Regions from separate parts of the Triticum aestivum genome. Here regions 2 and 3 are each linked to region 1. A link is a contact called in public Hi-C data. All regions are on one chromosome and are shown on one strand. Each heading gives the region's core, a stretch centred on a gene start, on an enhancer-like site or on the middle of the called end of the contact. The rest is flanking DNA. Distances are from core to core; before and after follow the strand shown. Region 1 has its middle 60 kb from the start of LOC123054212. Region 2 holds the start of LOC123054215 (cis-zeatin O-glucosyltransferase 1). Region 3 holds the start of LOC123049760.

Region 1 (3,386 bases), core at 399-2,898:
AAGGGCGGGGGAGGGCCGTCTGGTCAGGAGTCGGCCTCCCCACAAGCCGGCTGATTAGGGCTCGCCGTCTTCTGGCTTCTCACGGAAAGGTGGGACTCGCCGCCTGTAGGCCGTACCGACAGTCCGTCGTGGGAGCATGGCCTTCTCTGCCGCGGGTGATGCCATGGGCTGCGTGGCAACAGTGCCGCGCTGGGCGAGGGGTGTCCGCCCAGTACGCCGCACTGTGGCAATGCTCCACCCTGGATTCGGGGGCGGCAGACTGCACTGTAGCCATGCCCTGTCTCGTCGTGTTTATGTGGGTGCTAACTTCGAGGGCACGAGGGGCCACCTGCTAGGAGCCGACCTCTCTGAAGGCCGCCTGCTAGGAGTCAGCCCACTCGGCGGTCGCCTTCTGAGTTTTGCTGCCACCTGGCAGCCAGCTCCAGGAAGGCGGCCTTCTGCCTTTGATTCTTGAGGGGCGCAGCCGGCCCCGATGTCTTGAAATATCATGGTAGGCTAATGAGGTTATCCGTGGTGATTTACTCCGACAGGTGGTCAGCCGAGGCAGATATACCGTTTTGTTTGTGTAGGAACATGAGCAACTCTTATATGCATTCATTCTTGTTTCAGGAAGGACTTTCATCAGTCAGTGATGCAAAGTTCCCTGCTGAATGCCCTAGGGAGCTCTCAGATAATGGGATGAGCCGTTCACGAAGCTCCAGGAAGATCCAAGAACTGGATAGGTACATTGAATTACTACATCAGGAAGTGGCACTAACGAGGCAGGAACTTAGGGGTGCTCCCACAAGTCAGTAGGAAGTAGCAGAAGCAGTTGATGATATAAAGGTACACAAAATCATCTCTCTCTCTCTCTCTCTCTCTCTTATATGGAGTTTTAAGTATGTGATCCCTAACATGGTCGTTTGTTATTGCAGAAATCCTTTTTCGGTTGAAGTCATTTTATCTACGAAAGCACCGGTTGCCCTAGCTACACTTTTGAGTACAAGTCATTTTATGTCTCTCACATGCTTGCTGTGCACCAAAAAATGAGTGTACTGAGTTAAGGGCCTGTTTGGTTCCAATAAGTCACCTGACTTATAAGTCAGGTGACTTAAAACCAGTGACTTATAAGTCACGCCTGTTTGGTTGTCATCTGACTTATAAGTCATCTGACCACACCTTCCCACCTTATTTTTTTATGTAAAGGTGGTGGGACCCACGCAAAAAGGGGTGACTTATAAGTTTTAAGTTGGGGTGGAGCAACTTATGACTTATAAATTGCGGTGACTTATAAGTTGGATCTATTTGATAAAATAAGTCACTTTTTTCACTTTTCAACTTATAAGTTGGTGACTTATTTGAAACCAAACAGACCCAGGTATGGCTGAAAACGCTCTCCTGTGTAGGTGTAGGTGTAGTAATAGTAGAAGAGAAGCAGTGATTGCAATCCGACGATTGTGTCATGACATGAGCCATGACGACAAGCATGGGAGATGCAATTGGCAGGTTTATTTATTAATATGTTGTGTTCTTGACCACACATGCAAGGCACATGGCGAACTCGTAGAGCCATACGTCTCCTGCAAGTATTTGCTCTGAACCTGGATGTAAGCATGGCTCCACCGCCGTGGGCTGCTCACCTGCGCGCAGGCCAGGAAGCTTCCGCCGTGACCTGCTTGCCCGCCTACATATACTCTGCCATGCTGCTGTTCAGCCAGCAGCTCACTCAGCACCACCCCCACGTCACGGCCTCACGCCACGGAGAACACAACGTCGATCCGGAGAGCGGAGCACGCAATGGAGCCTGTGGCCGTCGTGGCGGTGCCGTTCCCGGCGCAGGGGCACCTCAACCAGCTACTGCACCTGTCGCTGCAGCTCGCGTCGCGCCGGGTGGACGTGCACTACGCCGCGCCCGCGCAGCACATCCGGCAGGCGCGCGCGCGCGTGCACGGTTGGGGCGAGGAGGCGCTCCATTCCATCCAGTCACGACCTCGGCATCCCCAGCTACGTCTCCCCGCCCCCGGACCCCACCGCCGACTCGCCCTTCCCCTCCCACCTCATGCCCATGTTCAAGGCCTACATCGCCGGCGCGCGCGCCCCGCTCGCGGCTCTCCTCGACAAGCTTTCCGGCTCCTACCGCCGCATAGTCGTAGTGCACGACCCCATCAACGCCTTCGCCGCCGAGGAGGCCGCGCGGCTGCCCAACGGCGAGTCGCTCGGGCTGCACTGCTTGGCCGTGTCCATGCTCGTTGGAAGAATGGATGCCAATCACCGGCTACTGCGAGAGAACGGCCTCGTCTACAGCGCCATCGAGGAATGTGCGACCAAGGAGTTCGTGGAGTACGCCAACCGGGCCAGACCGACGAAAGACATCTCGCCCGGCGCGGGCATCCTGGCAAACACATGCCGCGCGCTCGAGGGTGAATTCATCGACGTTGTCGCCGGGCACCTGGCCGCCGACGGCAAGAAGAGCTCTTCACCATTGGACCGTTAAACCCACTGCTTGACGCCAGCGCACCGAAGGAGAGCAAGCAGCGGCACGAGTGCCTGAACTGGCTGGACGAGCAGCCTCCGGCGTCGGTGCTGTATGTGTCCTTCGGCACGACGTCGTCCCTGCGAGCCGAGCAAATCGAAGAGCTCGCAGCAGCACTGCGCGGCAGCAACCAACGCTTCATCTGGGTGCTGCGCGACGCGGACCGCGGCGACATATTCGCGGAGGCCGGCAAGAGCTGCCACGAGGAGCTGCTGTCAGAGTTCACCAAGCACACGGAAGGGAGGGGGCTGGTGATCACCGGGTGGGCGCCGCAGCTGGAGATCCTAGCACACAGCGCCACGGCCGCGTTCATGAGCCACTGCGGCTGGAACTCGACCATGGAGAGCCTGAGCCACGGCAAGCCGATTCTGGCATGGCCCATGCACTGCGACCAGCCGTGGGACGCGGAGCTTATCTGCAACTACCTCAAGGCAGGCATCCTCGTGCGCCCATGGGAGAAGCACAGTGAGGTGGTCACGGCGAAGGCCATCCAGGAAGTCATCGAGGAGGCCATGCTCTCCGACAAAGGAATGGCCGTCCGGCAACGGGCAAGGGTGCTCGGAGATGCCGTCCCCGCCTCCGTGTCTGACGGCGGTTCGTCGCGCCAGGACCTAGATGATTTCACTGCTTACATCAGAAGGTGATCGACAAAATGCCATGTGCGACGATGGCTTTTCATGCCGACACAGTTCAGCCAGTGTGATTTTAAATTCAGTTTTGCTAAGGCGCGTCTAGACGCGCTTTAAGCATTGTACATCAAAGTGCCACATCATTGATTTTACGCGAAGATTCATGCAGGCATTTTCATTTGTCTTTTTTCTATTGAGTCACTTTTAGATGTGAGATATTTCTTGATTCTCAAGTTAGTTAATTT
Region 2 (2,978 bases), core at 67-2,566, 150 kb after region 1:
AATTGTACATTGGACCATATGTGAACCCCTGAGACAAGTTTAGTGATCGTATTTCAGATATTTCTAACTACGAGGACTAAATTGGCCAACGCGACGAGTATGAGGACCACCAGTGAATTTTTCTCTTTTCTGTAATAGCAAGTACTTCAGAAAGCTAGATCAATTACTATTACCTATCATCGCGACCCTTTCATCTGGTATCAGAGACCAAATCACCACCCATCCCTTTGTCAATCTGGTGCAGTTCATCAAGACCTAGAGCTTGCAACAGACGCGCACACAACTCGCGCCCATGGATCCGGTCGTCCAGACCGTCCTCAAGAAGCTGGAGACCATCCTTACGGCCAACGCGGTGATCCAAGCCCAGTCTGTCAAGATCAATGATCTTTTCGCTTGGCGGCCATATTTGGAGAGGCGCGTCGCTGATCTTGGTGACACGGTGGCGGCGCTTCAACTAGCGCAACCACCACCCACATCGTCGACTGGTGAAAACGGCAAGGCGAGCGCAGCATCCTCAGCGTCTTCTTCAGTTGACACAGGCCTTGGGGAGCACGGATTATATGACCTTTCTGCCTTTCCCAATGTTATGTAGTCTTCCTGTAAATTCTATTTTGCGAAAAAGTCTTCCTGTAATCTTTGACAATCTAAAAAGATGTCTTGTTTGACCAAAGTGTTCACATTGCACGAATTGACATATGGTGCTCCAAAAACGGACATAAAATTGTATTTCACGCTACCATCATAGATTCTCCGGTCTTTAGACATTCGTGCGTTAAGTTCAGTCGGTGAGGGTGCGTACCCCTTCGCCGACGAAGGGTACCTTAGTATGTTCGAGATGAGGGACATGGAGTTTCTGCTCGTGAGCTCGCGGCTTCCTTATGAACAGTAAAAAATAGTAAACAACGTAAAGAAAACTTGAATCTTTTGAAACAAACATTTACTAATTGTCTATATACGTGCAAATTTTGGTGAAGAAAACATTCCTAAATGCTGCGGAAAAAATTGATGCTCTAAAAAACTATTTTTGAAAAGCATATTGCAAATCAATGTTTGTTGCCGAAAAAAAATCAGTTGTTTTAAGTTTGTTTCTACTATTGCTTCCCGTTTTATTGTTAATGGGGGAACATTTGAGCTGGTGAGCAGACAGACACTTTCGCCAGACGTGGTAAATTTCTTGAGATGATGAAGTGACATCGGATCGCGCACGGACCATTCGATATTTCGACAGTAGTAGTGGTTGCTAGTACTTGTCAGGTCAATCAACAGACCGGCACCATCCTTTCTCACGGCGACTAGTTGAACAGTTTCTTAGCGGAAAGAAGGGAAAGATCTTCGGAGTCGCAGTTGGAACATTCGCAGTCGCAGCTATGTGAGGCTATCAGTTTGGCTGGCATACGACATGAAGTAGTGTACATATTTCTTCAGGGCAGGGCGAGGCGGGGTCGTGCTCCAATCGCGAGAGCCGCGAACTACGCGTGTGCGCTGTGTACTCGATCCAACTCAATCTAGGAATCTCCATGGATTCCGTCGCGGTCGTGGCGGTGCCGTTCCCGGCGCAGGGCCACCTGAACCAGCTCCTGCATCTGGCCCTGCATCTCGCGGCGCGCGGGCTGCCCGTGCACTACGCGGCGCCGGCGCCGCACGTCCGCCAGGCCCGCGCGCGCGTGCACGGGTGGGATCCGCGCGCCCTCCTCCCCGTCCGGTTCCACGACCTCGACCTCCCCGCGTACGAGCGCCCGCCGCCCGACCCCGCCGTCCCCACGTCCTTCCCGTCCCACCTGATGCCCATGCTCGACGCCTTCGTCGCCCACGCGCGGGACCCGCTCGCCAGGCTCCTCGGGAGCCTCTCCGCCCGCCACCGCCGCGTCGTCGTCGTGTACGACCGCCTGAGCTCCTTCGCCTCGGCCGAGGCTGGGCGCCTGCCCAACGGCGAGGCCTTCTGCATGCAGTGCGTGGCCATGTCGTACAACGTCGCGTTCAAGGACGCCGGGCACCGGCTCCTGCGCGACCACGGCATGGACTTCCACCCCGCCGACGCGTGCATGTCCAAGGAGTTCATGGAGTACATCGCGAGGACGTGGCATGACGGGCAGGGAGCGGCGGTCGGCGGCATGGTCATCAACACGTGTCGTGCGCTGGAGGGCGAGTTCATCGACGTGGAAGCCCAGAGCCCGGAGTACAGCGGCCAGAAGATCTTCGCCATCGGGCCACTGAACCCACTCCTCGACGCGAGCGCGAGGGCGCCGGGGGAGGCGCGGCACGGGTGCCTTGACTGGCTCGATAGACAACCGCCGGCGTCGGTGTTGTACGTATCGTTCGGCACCACGTCCTCGCTGCTCGCCGAGCAAGTCGCGGAGATCGCCGCGGCGCTGCGTGACAGCAAGCAGCGGTTCATCTGGGTGCTGCGAGACGCCGACCGCGGCGTCAACGACGTACACGAGGAAAGCACTGACGGCCAACACGCCAAGTTGCTGTCGAAATTTACCAGGCAAACCGAGGGGACGGGGCTCGTGATCACCGGATGGGCACCGCAGCTGGAGATCCTGGCGCACGGCGCAACGGCGGCGTTCATGAGCCACTGCGGCTGGAACTCGACCATGGAGAGCCTGAGCCATGGCAAGCCGATTCTGGCCTGGCCCATGCACTCGGACCAGCCGTGGGACGCGGAGTTTGTCTGCAAGTACCTCAAGGCCGGTCTCCTCGTGCGGCCCTTGGAGCAGCGCAGCACAGTGGTGCCGTCGGAGGTCATCGGCGAGGTCATCGAGAAGGCGATGGTATCCGGCGAAGGATTGCAAGCGAGGGAGCGGGCAAACGCGCTGGGCGTGTCCATCCGCGCCTCGGTGGCCGAGGGCGGGTCGTCGCACTTAGACCTCCAGAAATTCATCGCTCATATTGCGAGATGAAGCAGGGGGACTAATCTTATCTTATCTTACCTACTAACTAGTAAACGTGTACGTGCAACGCACGTATACACTTGA
Region 3 (3,454 bases), core at 883-3,382, 200 kb before region 1:
TGTCTCTTAGCACAAGCGAAAGGCTACGAATCCGCGGGGGGGGGGGGGGGGGGGGGGGGGGGGGGGGGGGGGGGTCTTGCTTACCCGGGGAAGAAGAGGAGGAGGCGGAGGTCGGAGGGGGAGCTGCAGAGAGCATCGGCGGGAGTGGGGAGGGAGTAGAGGAGGCGCCCCCGCTCGGTCCCCGGCGCTTCTTCCCTTGGATGGTGGAGATGGCCTCCATCCGGATAGGCAATAATGCGGCCGGCTGCCTTGTCGATTGGCCCTCGCGGTCGCGGCGGCCGCTCCGTGTCCATGGCAGCTGGGACACGAGGGGCGAGGGGCCGCTTGTCAGCCTGTGCGTCGGCCGCGTGGGGCGGGGGCCGGGAAGTCAGTTTTGTGCTCGAGAGCCGAGCAGACGGCGCTCCGCTATGGGCCGCAGTCGCTTCGTTTTCTTGGGCAGCATGCGCGCGTCTGTCAGCCCATGAAAAGAAGCGCCGTCAGACACGGGTTGGTCCGGTTCCATTTAATCCGGCCGGCCATTTTCCAGAGAGCATTTAAGAACAACTCTGCTATACGTACGATGAATTCTCATCCCACACTCATACGATTAAAGACAGCCCAAGACAATTCAGTTTGTGAGCCACAACATGCAACAAGTTTTACCGTCTGATCGTACATGTGTCCGACCAAAATGTACCGTATGCAGAGCAATTTCGATTTAAGAACGGGCGGTTTACAAGCTCCGCCCCTTGCTTTTCTTCCAAAAGAAAAACACCAAATCAGATTTTGACGGGATTCCATTTTTTTTATGGTACACTTTTTGGGCAGTTTGTTTTATTTCTTTCCCATCTCGCAAGGCAACCATGGCAAAGTTTTTTCCCCTCGCTGTTCGTCGGTGAGCCCGTGGATTCAACTGCGTTATGTCCGCCGCTTCGATGGCCAGTGGTGGAGAGGGGGATCCTGATGCCTCGGCTCCATCTAGTAGATAGGTTAGGGTATTTATTTCTCATAGCGGTGGCGCCCGGGCGGATGACGATGCTTCTTCTTCGCATCAGTCTTCCAGATTTCAATCCTTCTCAAGTTCATTCATTGGGATGGATTAGACAGAGCTCTGGCATAGATTCCTCACAAATCCTCAGGGCATCGAGGTTAGGGTTTCTCGTCATGCGTACATGACAATGAGACTTGATGTCAAGTTCTTTAGATACACTCAAGGGTTCAACAACGACGACTGTAGCTCTAGGCGCTGGTCAGGTCAACTCCGGTAGGGGAGCAGCGGCACCATTGCGTCGGCGGCTTGTTCTAGCGGCGGTAGAGGTCGTCCATTGGTATAGGGACCATGTAATTTTAATTATATCTGGTGTGCTTTGTACTTTTGGTGAACTTTATGATAGAGGTGGAAGAGGAAAGATCAAGCTGTCGATGACTTGTGAGTTCAGTTCTTCCTTGGAGCTCAAACCCAATGGCGCAAGTTCTAGAGATATGACACCCACCGAAGCAATCTCCCCGTTTTGGGAGGATCTTGCTTTGGTGTTCGTTGGGCGGCCTACGGTGTCCTACCGTTGTATCTTTTGGTCAAAAGGCGACACCATGGAGCTCCGATGTCCCTCAACGATGCCTCCTTTCCTTCCTCCCGACCTTTGAGCTAAAAGGGATGCAATTTGGCCTTAGCTTTGCGTCTACAACTCCTTCCTCGCAAAATCCTCTCACGGTGGGGCTATGGTCAACCTTTTTGTCCCAAGTGGTTTCGTCCCCAATGATGATGGATTCTAGGCTATGTCGAAGCATGTTGCAAGGATTAAATTGCGATTTAGTTTTCGAGGCCTCTTTTGTAAAATGCACGGGCTAATTTATAATTTTTCTTTTCTATTAGGTCCTTGTACCATCTCAAATACTAAAAAAAAAGTGTGACATTTTTTAAAGATTTAATTTCGAACATAAATTAACCAATAATACATACGCCATTTAACTTCAGAATTATTGTACTGTTGATTAAAAAAATCAAATATTAATCTAATGATAAGATTTTTGTAATGCCTTCTTTCTTAGGGTCAAAGAAAAAAATGTTATCTATTGCAGCCTGGGTCTTTCGAGAATCGAGACCCTTTCCCTAGCTAAAGGTAAATGATTTCTACTTTTCGCAGTCATTAATTTAGAAATGCTTGACTGGAACTGCACGCTTCCTCTGTTCGGGAATATCAATCGTCTCTGAACACACCATCAACTAGCACATCGATTGCTTATCTCGCCTTCAAACTTCCGGTGTTCAACCATTTGCCTCCCACGCGCACGCGGGATGGCAGCTCACGCCACCGCCGCCGCCGCCTCGCCTCTTCCGCCGCCATCGGAGTCGACGGCTGCCTTCGATACGAAGCCGCCACCTAGTCCGCCGCCGCCGCCGCCGCTTTCGGCCGACGCGCCGCCAAAGAAGCGGAAGCTGGAGGAGCTGGGGTTTCACGACTCGCCCTACTACAGGATCAGAGAAGCCGTCGCCAGCCTCCGCGGCCGCTTCCTTCAGGTTCGCACACCAAACCCTTAATCTCTCCGCGCACTCCGTTCAGTCTTGGTAACTGCAGCAACTTGCATAATCGTGCTATTTGTTGGGGTTTTTTACCAGACGTTTTTTTTTTGAGTAATGCTTCAGGCTAGAATGCTGGTAGTAATGCTATGCTTGCTAGTGTAGTTGTTGGAAATTGGATTAGCGACTGAATGGGAAATTTCCAAGGTTCAGTGCTGGGCTCATGCTAGTTTCAGTTGAAATGTATGATGTTGGAGCTCAGAAAGACGGAGAAAAGGGCATACATCTGCAAAATAGAGATTGGAGCCCAGAAAGACGGCGGTGACCACTATAGCTTGTGTCTTCGGACTACACAATTGTTCTGTGCAATCGTGTACTGCCATTGCTGATATTGGATTAGAACTTCTGCTAATTTGACATACCCTCGCCTGCTGTTTACTTGTCAATTGTCGTATGATTTGTACTGGTGAAAACAGGAAGCCACTCTGAAATGGTACATTTGTTTTGTTGAAGGTTTGCCAAGCTACTGATTCCCAGAAGAAAGATGCTGCTCTTGAGATCCTGAAAGGTAAATGTTCAGTTCCTATTGTTGTCAGAGCTTACAGAGATGTGTTCAACTTCCCTGATGTACTGTGTATGTTTTGGGTCCGAGTATGTTTTTTTAGGTGAGTCTGGGTATGTTTTTGGTCAGGTTCATATAGTTTAGGATATCGAACCATTTCCTCTATAATTCAATGTTTTATTTATAGAAGCACAATGTTCTGTGTACATACCATTATGATTGCAATCTAAAATTTTATATCAGTGTGTTACATCTCTTTAACATATAAACACATTGATATGTTACATTTCATAGCCCTGCACTTGATAAACGTCTATTGTTTTTTGTAACATAGCTAATGTATCATGCCGGGCTTGAAACCTAAGATCATAATGTATTTGTCAGGATTCTTATTA

Evidence for each region. A called contact is a pair of places that touch in the nucleus more often than the background predicts.
Region 2: a contact with region 1 is called in a Hi-C map of leaf, with 5 times the contacts expected there. The contact joins the promoter of LOC123054215 here to the enhancer-like site in region 1. A contact is called at or near these places in 2 of 5 Hi-C or Micro-C datasets (leaf and root).
Region 3: a Hi-C map of leaf shows a contact between it and region 1, with 6 times the contacts expected there. The contact joins the promoter of LOC123049760 here to the enhancer-like site in region 1. A contact is called at or near these places in 2 of 5 Hi-C or Micro-C datasets (leaf and root).

The regions. Positions count from the first base shown.
Region 1 is chr2D:524,903,978-524,907,363 of IWGSC CS RefSeq v2.1, forward strand. It overlaps the pseudogene LOC123054213. Among protein-coding and RNA genes, the nearest start is that of LOC123054212, 60 kb to the left of the region's middle. Within about 2 kb of position 1,649, at least 1 of the 8 cell types and tissues checked has an H3K27ac peak or open chromatin away from gene starts, as enhancers often do. A contact at or near this core is called in leaf, where this site is marked.
Region 2 is chr2D:525,052,029-525,055,006 of IWGSC CS RefSeq v2.1, forward strand. LOC123054215 (cis-zeatin O-glucosyltransferase 1) reads left to right here and starts at 1,317. Exons shown (of 1, transcript XM_044477933.1): 1 at 1,317-2,978. The coding sequence starts at 1,518. The coding sequence ends at 2,903.
Region 3 is chr2D:524,703,709-524,707,162 of IWGSC CS RefSeq v2.1, forward strand. LOC123049760 reads left to right here and starts at 2,133. Exons shown (of 3, transcript XM_044472640.1): 1 at 2,133-2,497; 2 at 3,011-3,065. The coding sequence starts at 2,276. LOC123054210 (5-amino-6-(5-phospho-D-ribitylamino)uracil phosphatase, chloroplastic) reads right to left here and starts at 327. Exons shown (of 2, transcript XM_044477928.1): 1 at 85-327.